3 separate regions of the Gossypium hirsutum genome follow, and all the other regions are linked to region 2. A link is a contact called in public Hi-C data. All regions are on one chromosome and are shown on one strand. The core of a region is the stretch at or near the end of the contact, and the rest is flanking DNA. Distances in the headings are between cores, read along the strand shown. Region 1 holds the start of LOC107916189 (COBRA-like protein 7). Region 2 holds the start of LOC107896638. Region 3 holds the start of LOC107895503.

What was found. A called contact is a pair of places that touch in the nucleus more often than the background predicts.
Region 1: a contact with region 2 is called in a Hi-C map of leaf, with 2.3 times the contacts expected there. The contact joins the promoter of LOC107916189 here to the promoter of LOC107896638 in region 2. A contact is called at or near these places in 4 of 34 Hi-C or Micro-C datasets (callus and leaf).
Region 3: a Hi-C map of leaf shows a contact between it and region 2, with 3 times the contacts expected there. The contact joins the promoter of LOC107895503 here to the promoter of LOC107896638 in region 2. A contact is called at or near these places in 14 of 34 Hi-C or Micro-C datasets (callus, hypocotyl, leaf and 2 more).

What each region holds. Positions count from the first base shown.
Region 1 is chrD10:51,661,132-51,665,288 of Gossypium_hirsutum_v2.1, reverse strand. It overlaps LOC107916189 (COBRA-like protein 7), which reads right to left and starts at 1,266. Exons shown (of 2, transcript XM_016845337.2): 1 at 414-1,266. The coding sequence starts at 960.
Region 2 is chrD10:51,414,677-51,418,743 of Gossypium_hirsutum_v2.1, reverse strand. LOC107896638 reads left to right here and starts at 1,283. Exons shown (of 6, transcript XM_041102531.1): 1 at 1,283-1,561; 2 at 2,541-2,745; 3 at 2,895-2,953; 4 at 3,061-4,067. The coding sequence starts at 2,628.
Region 3 is chrD10:51,556,167-51,560,139 of Gossypium_hirsutum_v2.1, reverse strand. LOC107895503 reads right to left here and starts at 2,634. Exons shown (of 3, transcript XM_041103233.1): 1 at 2,415-2,634; 2 at 2,085-2,338; 3 at 778-1,319. The coding sequence starts at 2,573. The coding sequence ends at 941. It overlaps LOC107896633 (protein FAR1-RELATED SEQUENCE 11), which reads right to left. Exons shown (of 5, transcript XM_016821835.2): 5 at 3,804-3,973.

The DNA of each region.
Region 1 (4,157 bases), core at 17-2,516, 250 kb before region 2:
CAACTAAACTAATAATGCACAAGACTATGATTAAACAACAACATTCAGCCTAATTAGGAGCATAAAAACATTGAAACATGGTCAAAGGTTGTTCTTTTTTTCTTTTCAGTCTCTAGTCAGCCTTGGTTAACAAATTCACAATTAAACAGCTAAAGTAATAAAATCTTATACTAAGAAACAGAAATATCCCATAGGTTCAACCCAACATATGACCCCAGACATTAGGCTTACAGATTCTACTCAGAATTGTTGAGATTCTTATAAAAATGATTCATTTTTCACCTAGAAAACGCCTTCCAATTAAACCTTTCTCAATTCCCACTTTTTTTTTTCACTCAATCACTATAACAAAATCAAGCATTCAAAAGAAGATAAATAAACTAAAATTTACCCAAGTTTTATTTAATTATTACCTTGCATGGAAGCCTTGGGACAAATAAACCCATCATTAGCAAGCTGAATATTTTTAGGCAAGGGCACATCAGGAGCCGCCACTCCGAACTGAGTTCCAAGAAGCTTAACTTGAACTTGCATCTGAGTCAAATCCCCCGCCGTTTCAATCGCCGTTTTGAGATCACTCATCGGGAACCCAGCGAAAACGGTGCCGTTCCCCACATTGGCAGGCAAACTCGTCCCGTCAGCCAAAACCGCATTCGAAGCGGAAACCAAAAACTCATCGTTTTGAAACTCCACGGAAACCTTCCACGATTTAAGCTCCTCATCGCCGTTGTTGAGCACCGTCAAAACCGACTCGAACCTGTAGGGCTGGTGGGTAGGATCGGTGGGTTTCAACTTGGTCCCGGAACTGTAAGCATAAGACAAGAAGATCCCGTTGCAAGAATCAGCGGCCGGAGACGGAGCCTCGACGACGTCGGATTGGGAGAAGGAGAAGCTCAAAAGGGAGAAAAGGAGTGAAAACTTGAAGAAGAAGTGGGTATTGCAGTTCAAGTAGAAAGCCATTGATTTGTAATTTGCTGCCAAAGCTTTTGGTTTACAGAAAAAAAGGAAAGAAAAATGAAAGAATTTGTAGCGAAAGGAAACGCGTAAGACGAGGAATTGGTGTGGTTGGATTGAAGCTTTTGGACAGCTTAGTAGAGGATGGAATTTGAAAGCATGATTTTTTTGATTATGTCTGAGAATGGGAAAAAACAAAAAAAAGAAATATTTTAAAGCCGACGATGACGCTGTTTGGTTAGGTTTCTAACTTTGTTTGGTTTTTTGCTTCTATTTTTTTTTTTTATAAAGTTAATTTCACCCACCGTCCGACCCTCGTTTTAAATCCAGCCTTCAACTTTTTCTATTAAAACTGTTATAAAAAAATATTTATAAAAATTTTGAGGTTTTCAAAGTATTTTTAAAAACTATCCTTCACTTTTTCTTTTCTTTGGTTTCATTTATTTTTAGTTTTAAATTTTAAGAGTTCTAACATTTTTTTAAAACTTTATTTTTAATTACATCACATAAGGCTTTACGTGTTATTTAATGGTATAATTAACTCAATAATGGAAGGACACGATCAATAATTTAATGATGTAATCAGAATATGTTGAAGTTTATGGACCAATTTAAAATAAGAGTCATAATTTAAGAATTTTTGTGCAATTAACTCTTTTTAATTGCTTTCATTAAGAAGCATAATATGCGGGTTAAAGACAAAGTAAATATTCATATATTTTATTGATGCTTTTTGTGAAAGATTATTGATGCAAGTACCTATATGTTTTAGTATATCATTTTCCATTTATCGTTATTTTTAAAATTTATTTTATATATAATATTAATAAAGAATAAAGAATAAAATTAAATAAATCTCAAATATAAAATACATTTCAATAAACTTTACATACCCATTTCATCATTAAAAAAAATTTCGTACATTAAACTATAAAATTGTTGCATATTATGCATATAACAATCCAATATTTAACAAATCGAAATTTATTCCAAAACGAATTCGAAAGCATATTGTTCTGCTTTACCGTCACAACAAAACACTCTGACTAATGCGAGTGATTGATTCTGTTTGTTTTTATAATATTTTTTTGTGTGTTTTGAATTTTTTACCAATTTTAAACTAATATATATTAATTAAAAACATAAAATCTAAATAAATAACATTTTTTAGATTATGTAAATCAAATTATAAGTGAAGTGGAAAAAATTTGTGCCAGGTCAACATTCCTTTTTTAAGTTTGGAAAAAGGATGATACATATGATTGAGTTGATATCGTAAATGATTTTATTTAATTTTAATTTCGTAGATATTACAATATTATTTGATAAGAGTAGAAAAGGACAAAGGAAAAGGAGAGAAGTTGCCGTTGTAATAATGAAGGCGTTGAGGATTGGCTCTTTCTCTATTTTGAATTTGTGTTCAAACTCATTGGGTGGCGTGTGCAAAAGGGATAGGTTCCAACCGTTGTTTTAATGGGCTCCACTTTTTTTTTTTTTCTAAATTCTATTTTTGAAACTTTATAATATAATATTAATAAATTATAAAGTTGGAATCTAAATTTTCTTTTGATTACCCATAATTCCTAAATTATATTTGATTACCCAAAGTGATACTTTAATTATTCCCTTTTCTCCGAATTACCCCTTTCATTAAAAAATTTTCATGACTAATTATTTTGTGATGCACAATATTTTTAAATTAAATTAAATTATAAACAATCAAATTAAATTAAATTAAAATGTTTTAATTTTTTTTTACACTTTCTCTCTTCCCACAAGTAATGCACTTTAGATAACTTTTCTTTGCATTTCTTCATTAAATTTCTCCCCAATATTTGGATTTCATATTTTATTTCGGTTTATTTAGTATTAACTTTATACAAAATACATAGAAAAGAACGAAGAAAGTTGTCACTAAGAAACCTAATACATAGGTTATGAATTGAGGTGAGAAAGGAATCAAAATTGAGGTTCAAAAATAGAAAAAAAGCTTGCCAAAATTTGGATTTTGTCACCAAAAGTAGGGTTTGGATGAGTATTTTGATGAAATTTTTAATTTTTCGTCGTTGAAGTTCTTGAGTAAAGAACAAAATAGATGAATATATTTATACTTTAAAAAAAGAGATTAAGAAAATAATATTTAACTTTTTTTGAATTTTTTTAGTTAAAATTGTCACATGTCACAATATGATTGGCTAACTGCTTTTTTAACGGAAAGGTTAATTTGGGTAATTGAGTATAGTTTAGATACCACTTTGGGTAACGAAAATTAGTTAATGTACCACTTGTGACAAAAAAAAAGTTTAAGTACCAACTAAAGAAAAAAAAAGTATAGTTTAAGTACAATGTTGTGATTTAAATAAAAACATAACTTTTAATGAAATAACAATTTCATGCAATATGTAGGTGTAACTTTTAAAATATTTCATTTGGTTTTTGTATATTAATCAATTTTGAGATTTAATCTTTATATTTATAAAAATTAAAGGTTAAGTTCTGTTATATTTTTACTTAAAAATCTTACTCAAATCATTAGCATTGTTAGCATTTTTTTGGCCAAAATATGCCATACCTTCATTCGATGTATCATCATATAATTGACAAAAAAACAAATGTAATTATGATAAATTTTGATAAAGATTGATGTTAATAATTGAACTAAAACTTTTAAATTGAAAAAAAAAGGAAAAAAATTTAGAAACTGACTTTTTTAAAGGAATGAAAAGGAACAAAGTGGCCAATTCGTTTGAAGGGGAAATAAAAAATGCTAGCTGTTACATTAGAATGCTGAATGTGTACATAAGTTTTGGTTGAGATCCCATTTTTGCAAAATGCAATGGTCAAATTTCTTGCATAATCTCCGCCCGTTGTTGCGCCCACGTCTTTGTCTGTCTCTTTGCTGTGCCTTCGCCTATAGCTTTAGGTCAAATTCTACTATTCATCCCTCTACTATGAGATTGTTGGGATTTAATCCTTCTACCCTAATTTACTCTTTTTTCTTCTTTTTTTTTTAAAAATTTTAAAATTTTCAGCTGTAAGCTATATTCCGTTACCCAAATTAATCTTTATAGTTGGGGTTTAACCATTCTACCCTAATTTAGGGGGCTTTTTAGAATCCAAGGGTCAAAAGTTAATTGTGCAGAAGATTAGAGTTTGCAACAGTTGCTCCATCGGTTGAACCAAGGGATAAACAAATTTTAGAG
Region 2 (4,067 bases), core at 34-2,533:
TGTTATATATAATTTTAAGTGCTTGAAAATTTAGGTAAAATTACATTTAATAGTTTTATAATAATATCTTTGTAAATATCCAAATTCGCTCATGTGAACGTTTTAACAAATAATACAATCATAAATTACATAAATATTTATTCGAAAATATATTTTAATTCAAAGATATTTATTAACTTAATATACAAAGCTATAAATATAAATTTATGTCTCAGTGACAAAAACTTTAAGCAATTAATTTAAGCAAGTAGCTGGAATATTGCCCTTGCTAAAATTGGGGTCCAAGGAAATTCAATGTTCTTAGGATGGTGTTAGAAAATGGAAAATGGTTCTGATTTTTAGTTTTTAATATTATGTATTATTAATGGTGTTAGTGTGAGTCATTTTGGGTTACTAGAGGTACATTTTACCGTTTATATTCAGGATTTATGATTATCCTTTTAAATAATGTCATCTTTAAAACTCGAACTTTATTTTCTTATTGAAAGTGTAATGTGTCTTGCCATTACATTCAATCACTTGTTAGTTTACATCAATCTTTATAGTTTAATGTTAATTAAAATAAGTTATTTTAATTTAATTTTTTTATGTCTTTAATTTTTTGTTGAGAGGTTTTCTATGCTATAAATTATAATTTGATTCTAGTTCATTTTTATTAAATACAAATAGAAAATAAAAATATTACCACTTTATTAATTTTAAATTTAAAATTTATTAAAATATAATGTACCTTCGTACATTGCACAAGTTTAAAACTAGGTATAATTATTTAAGAAAAAATATTTATTTTATTATTACGAGATATTGCACGATCACAATAGGAGTAGAATTTTTAAAAAAATTACTTTTAAAATATTTATGAAAATAATAAAAGTAAAATTTGATGCATTTTTTGAAATAAATATTTTTAAATTAAAAAATATGGGTGTTCTTAAATTTATTTAATAAAATATATTAAAATTAATTAAATTCATAAATTAACTTCTGATATCGATTAAAGGCCCACTTGAATTTTTTTAAAAAATAGGCCCATTTGATTAGACATTGAATTACCAAGTGGCCTCAAATTTACAGAAAAGGGATTTGAACACGTGTTTACCAATCCACTAAGTAGTACACAAACTAATGGAAACCCACTTGTAAGTTTATCAGAATTCCCAGGAACAGTCAAAAGTCTGTTTGGAATTTGAAATCTCGACCCTCTTAAAAGAGACGTTATAGGCTTTTTAATTCCACTTCGTTTTAATAATGATTTAAATTAAATTACAAAATTTTAAGCAAAACAATTTTAATTTTATTATTTAAAAAAAAATGGAAAACCCCTATGCTATTATTTACTCTGTCTCCATTTATTGCTTTGAACTACATCACACATTCACACATACACACAAACACACAGTCCTTTTCTCACTCTCAAAGGAGGAGCCTTTCACTTTTGTTTCTCCCAAAAATCTCAAATTTAAGCTGAACCCCATTGCAATGTTCTGTCTTTTTCTCTATATTTAATTTGAACCATGAAATATTGTTGCATTTAAGCTGATCTCATTCATTGGTTTTCTGTGTAAGTCTTTTTCTTCCATTTAAAGTTCTGGGTTTCTTTTTGTTTCTTTTTTTTTTTTTGGGGGGGGGGAATTTGGCAATTGCTTTTCTTATCAAATTGCTGTTTATTGATCATTGTGTTGTTGGTTTGAGCCTGTATGTTTATTTGTTGTTTGTCAAATAATTGTTTTCTTTAAAGGATTGTGCCCTTAAAATATTTGAATCTAGTCTTCTTGATGGATGTTGAATTAAATTGAATTGCTTGCTATATTATAGGGGCAATTTCTCTCTTTCTATCATTCTCAGACAGCCTTTTATTTGCAGATTTTATTAGAATTGGGATCTAAGGTGTTTTTTTTGGTAAAATGAGAGTATGCAATTAGTTTCTACAATTTTTTTTTTTGTTAATCCCCCTTAGTACCATAGGAACTTCATCTGTTAAAGCTAATTTCAAATGGTATGATATTGTAGAGATGTTGATATAGAAGGGCTTTGACATTGTAAGTTGCTTGTCACCGGAAAGTGTGGGAATAAAAGAGCTAAATATCTTAAGAATGAGTGCATTGTGATATAGATTTAAGATGGTGACAATGTGATTTTTGTGTTCATTTCATGTTCTTATATTGTCTTGTTTGTTTGACAAATTTTAGCTGTTTGAAATTCTGCCAAGTCAATGGCAGAAAAAAAGGTGTACAATGTCTAGTTAAGTGGGATGAAAAATGAAGATACAGATGCTACATTTGGCTTTTGTGTTTTTAGAGATCTCAGGGTAAGAAGAAACTAGTTCATCTCCATTGATAGGCTTTTAACATCCTTTTTATAGGGTACCAGATAGATATCTGATCTTCCATTTCATCTGATAAAATATTGACTGAAATTACAAAGAAAGCTCCTATCTTGGAGTGTTGAATAGCATGCATATGCTTTTTAGAAAAAAAAAAAAGTCAGAATTTCAATTTGGTCCATACTTAACTGTTTGTTGTGTCTAATAATGTCTGCAGATGGATTTGGCTGGTGGAGTGGAGTTTCTGTTTCTCTTGTATCATTTGCTTGTATAAGTTAAGCAGTTCAAATTCTGCTTTTACACAATGGGGGTTGACAAAGAAGGACCGAAAAATGGAGGTTATGTCGGTGGATTTTTTCAGCTATTTGACTGGAAAGCGAAATCTCGGAAGAAGTTATTCTCTAGCAAGTCTGATTTTCCAGGTATAACTGTCTTCCCTATACAGATAAGAATGCAACATGTTTGTTGGCTTGCATGGCAAGCATATGCAATTGCAAATTATATTCTTATGCTATAATACCATCTTTTTTTTTATGTTTGCTAATGTTTTCTTTCCCCTTCAATTTTTTAGAGCGATCAAAACAGGGAAAGAGAAATGATGGGAACTTGCCGATGACACGACTCCATCTGGTGAGAAGTAGCAAATCTCAGTTGAATTCAGGGTTGATCCTTTTACACTCTTGAACAGTAGCACTTCAATCGAGATTCCTTTACAATTGTTGCTGTGATTATTGCAGACTGATGAGGATGAACTTGGAGCCGGGACAAGCATAAAGGGAAGTAGCGATTATAGTTGTGCTTCCTCAGTCACAGATGATGATATGTATGGTACTAGGGCCCCTAGTGTGGTTGCCAGGCTTATGGGATTAGATTCATTACCCACATATTCCGAGCCGTACTCCACCCCTTTGTTTGACACTCAATCTCTTCGAGATGCTCATTTCCGGAATAGAAACCTTAATTATCATCATGACAAACTAGGAGTTTATCCTGGAGATCTTTTCAGTAAGATTGAGGGCTCTGCGAGGAACTTTATGGAGTCAATGCCTCAGAAGACAGTCAGCAAGCCTATAGAGAAATTCCAAATCGAAAGTTTGCCCCCTAAGGCAGCTAAAACAATTCCCATTACCCACCATAAACTTTTGTCTCCTATCAAGAGTCCTGGTTTTATTCCGATTAAGAATGCGGCTCACATAATGGAAACAGCTGCACGAATTATTCAGCCTGGCCCACAAGCCACAACTAGAGCCAAAATGCCTCAGGTTGGTTCGTCCTCAGTGCCGGTGAAAGTTCGTGATTTCAAAGAAAAAATGGAGGCTGCGCAAAAAATGCCTGTGGTCAGATCTTCTTCTGTGCCCTTGAAAGCTCAAGATTTAAGAGAGAAAACAGAATCTGCACATAATACATCGAGGCTCACTGAAAGGACTAGAAGGCCAGTTGAGTCAAATGCGGCCAAGTATCTTAAAGGACAATCTTTGAACAAGAGCTGGAATGGATCCATAGAGACAACATCACCCAGGACTTCTGATACTGAAGAAATTTCTTCTGCTTTAAAGAATAAAGGGAAGTCGATATCACTTGCAATCCAAGCTAAGGTCAATGTGCAGAAAAGAGAAGGATTAGCTTCGAGCAGCAACCGGAATTTGTTAGGGTCGAAAGACCAGAGTGAGGTTAAGTGTAGTCAAGCCTTCAAGAGTCAACCAAGTACTCAAAAGAGTTTGCATAAGAAACCTTCAATGCACAA
Region 3 (3,973 bases), core at 1,385-3,884, 140 kb before region 2:
TTGTCATTATATTTTGAAAAATATAAGTAAATTTACCATTCAACTTTATGTAATTGAATTTTAATACTAAACTTTGAATATTATTAAAATTTTCAGCCAACGTTGTTTTTTAATTAAAATTTACCATTTTATATGAATTTTGATGATTTGAAAATATAATTTAATAAAAAATTTTAATTATTTTATTTTAATAGTTAATAATAATTTAACTTATAAATATTAAAAATTAATAAATTAAATTAGAATTCCTATTTAATGAAAAAAAACTTGAAAAATAAAAATATATTATAAAAAATTAAGCTTATTTTATAACATATCCATTTTTATTTATTTTTAATTTTATATTAATTAACTTATTGTTGTTAAATATTAAAGCAAAATAAAAAAAATATTTTATATTAAATTTTGTCTTTTCAAATTATTTTAAACTTAAATTGAATAGCAAAATTCAATAAAAAAATTAACGGTAATGCAAAAATCAATCAAAAGTAAAGCAATAAAATTCAAAATAGAATTAAAGTATCGTGATAAATTTATATTTAGTTTGTAAAGATAGTGACAAATATCAATTTAAGTGAAGTATAATAGTAAATTTTAATTTGAACTTATATACATATTAACCCAATTTTTAAAAGGACCAAAAATTAAAGTATAATTATTGGGTCAACATCCTTACTTGCCCCTGAATTAACATCCGTTCACAAAATTCCAATTTTAATTTAAGAAAAAATCTCACTCAAAATTTTGTACTATGATCATGCAAATATCATACCACAATTTAAAGTTATATACTTTTTTCATTGTATAAAAAATTATCATTTACAAAAATCAAAAGAGTAATTTTTTTTTGCTTTTGGTATATCTAATGCAAATATAGCTCTAGTTTGTGCCTTCAGCTTTTGCCCCAGGCACCCAATTTGCTTTGCTCTAAATACAACCATCAAATTGCTTTCTGAAATCCCCCGGAAAACGAAAACGGAGGTGGTTGGTTAGGCAACTCTGTGATCACCGGGTCTTCTCTCGCCATGGTTGTCAACCGATGTGGTGGCGAACCAGGTGGCGATGTGTATAGGACGGTGGTTTCAAGTACCTGTTGGCGAACAAGTTGCTGTTGTTGGAACAACTTTTGGGCATGTAATGCAGTCAAGTAGAGGCCAGCCGCCAAGAAAACAGTCATCAATGTCAACACACCAGCCGCACAAAACAAACCTTCTCTGATTATGAGACAGCTTTCTCTCGGTTTCGACCAGTTTTTCAAATGTCCCGATTCCACACTTAGCCCTATCAACAACAAAATCTCCGCCACCGCAAAGCAAAGCCTGAAATTGAAATCAATGAAAACTTCAGCTGCTTTGCCTTTATAATTGAATTAATCGCACCAAAAGTCCTCAAATTATCGGACATTTTAAAATTGATCCTGAAACTTTAAAATCATCTTTAAAATATCATTTTAGTCGTCAACTTAAGCATACTGACATGAACCAAATTATAAATATATGTGTACCAACCGCATAGAGAGTTTGAATTTAATATGATAAACAATGGATGATGTGATGATGTTAATAAAATTTAAAATGACTATTTTTAAGCTTAAATGATAAAAAAAGTTCTCCTAAATTAATAATCAATTCGATCTCTACTGAAAAAAAACACCTAAACCTAATTGAGTCCTTAGTAAAAAATTAATCTAAAAATTTTGATAGCTTAATTGATTGTTAATTTTCTATTAAACCCTCATTTAATTGATTATTTATTTATTTAAATAAGTTCAGCTTGTTATCCATAAAGTAAATATATATGTATCTACAAAACCGTAGTCAAAGGTAGCCAAGTTATTTAATGTTTAAGCTAATGTTTTAAGGACTCAATGAAAACTTCTACAGTGTAAGTTCGAATTTAGAATTTGTATCATAGTTTGATGTAAGATATAATTAACCTTAATAGTTTAAAGAAAAGGGTAATCGAAATTCTTAAGCAGCATAGGAAAAAAAAACTGGAGAAAGGGCACGAAAATGAAGTAATGCAATTGAAGAGGGCGGTGAAACTCAGAATGAAGGCTGATAGTGTATGTTTGAGAATGTTACCAAGTGGTGACAAAGAAAAATCCAGCCTGCCAGGTGAGAGTCTTGAACTGAGTGGAATCAGGATCCCATGAAAGCAGAACCGGCGGCGGTGATTTACTCACCGCAATCAACATGTACATATGTTCCACCAACATCACCACTGCAAGTCCCACAAATGCCACTGCTGAACACAACAATGCCATCTTCCCGCTTCCACTGTATATGCATTCATATTTCACGTCTTTCCCATCTTCTCCACTCTCCACCCATTTTTCCTACGCCACATCATGTGTATATCAACGAACTGAAGCGAGGACATAAAGGGAAAAGGGGAGGGGGGGAGTTAAGTACCTGGGAACGAGTGGCTTCGGCTATGAGGCAAAGTACGAAGCAGAAGAGACCACATATGATGGTGACAACTATGAAAGCAACACCGGTTTTGCTGCCTAATTCGGTGCTTCGACGACTTGGGGCGAGATCAGCATGTGTGACACCTACTGTTTTAGGCATTTTTGGGCAATAAAAATGGAATTCATGCAAGGAGTTGATGGGCGGGCGGGGAATTAAATGGTTTGCGCTACCAAAACTAAAGGAATTATAGAATAGCTTGGAGCAAAGGTTGCTTAAAGCCCAAAGATTCCAATGATTCTGGCCTTTACTGTGAAGTTATTCACATTGATTGTGGCTTTTTCTATAATTTTTTTAAAGATGGCCACAATGGGGGTCGCTTCATCATAGACACGTGTAAAATGTTAGAGACTTCACCGTCTGTTATCTCAAAGTGCATTTCCCATCCTTTCTTTTTCTTTACCTTTGCCTCAAAGTGGAATTTCTTAGCCATTGCAATTGTAATAGATACGAATGTTACTGTTTCAGCTCACATTATGATTATTTTTTATATTCTCTATGTCACATTAAATTTTGATTTAAGTTAGATTTTAATTTTTAAATTAAAACCTTAAAAAAATCAAGATATGAATTATATTTTTTTGGGGAAGTTAAATAACAATTTTATCAAGTACATGGTCAAAGGTTCTTATCTGTATATCCTCACTAAATAGGAATAAACTTTCCCATTACTGGTTTTTTCCATTAAGATGTTACTTAACTTAGCATTGGATCCCACAAACATTGGAAATCGGATTGGTATATCAAATTAATTGACCGATTAGTTCAAACAAAAAGATTAAATCAGTTAAACTACGAACTCTTTGAATCGATTAAATTAGGATAAAATTTTGATCAAGTTTATGGTTGAATTGAATTTTATGATTCTATGATTTTTTTTATAATCTATTTAATTAAAACTGAATCGATGATTAAACCAATCAAATTAAAAATTGATAATTTGACTAATTCGATTATTAATTTACCATGGACATTTTAACAAAATTTTGAAGTTTAGAGATTGAATTACTATAAAAATGAAACTAAACAGGTTTGGCTTTCAATGTTGACCAAACAAAACATAAAGTTCCTAGATGCCTAAAGTTTCAATTGTTGAGATTTGCCAATTTTAGAGAAAGGAATAATAACCCAACAAAGTGATACCCCCCTGAAAGAACAAATGCGACAATGACTTAAAGAATATTAATGTCGGTTTGCCGCAGTGCCTTCTAATCTTCTCTGGTTTATTCCAAGAATATATTACAATTATATAATTAATTCATCTTTCTGCATAAACTTCAAAGTTTATGTTCCACAAAGTTGTTACTTATACAGTAGAATAATTTTAAAAAATAAAAACAAAACTATCTTTAAATGATGGTATTTAGTGAATTTAAAGGTTTGAATCTGACACTTGTAATCCTAAGACAGATCTTCATATTTGGATTTATGGGATTCCTTTTTTCCATCTAAAAATGTGGAAGAGTAACTAACAATAACATCAAGCATTTGTTGTTTGTAAA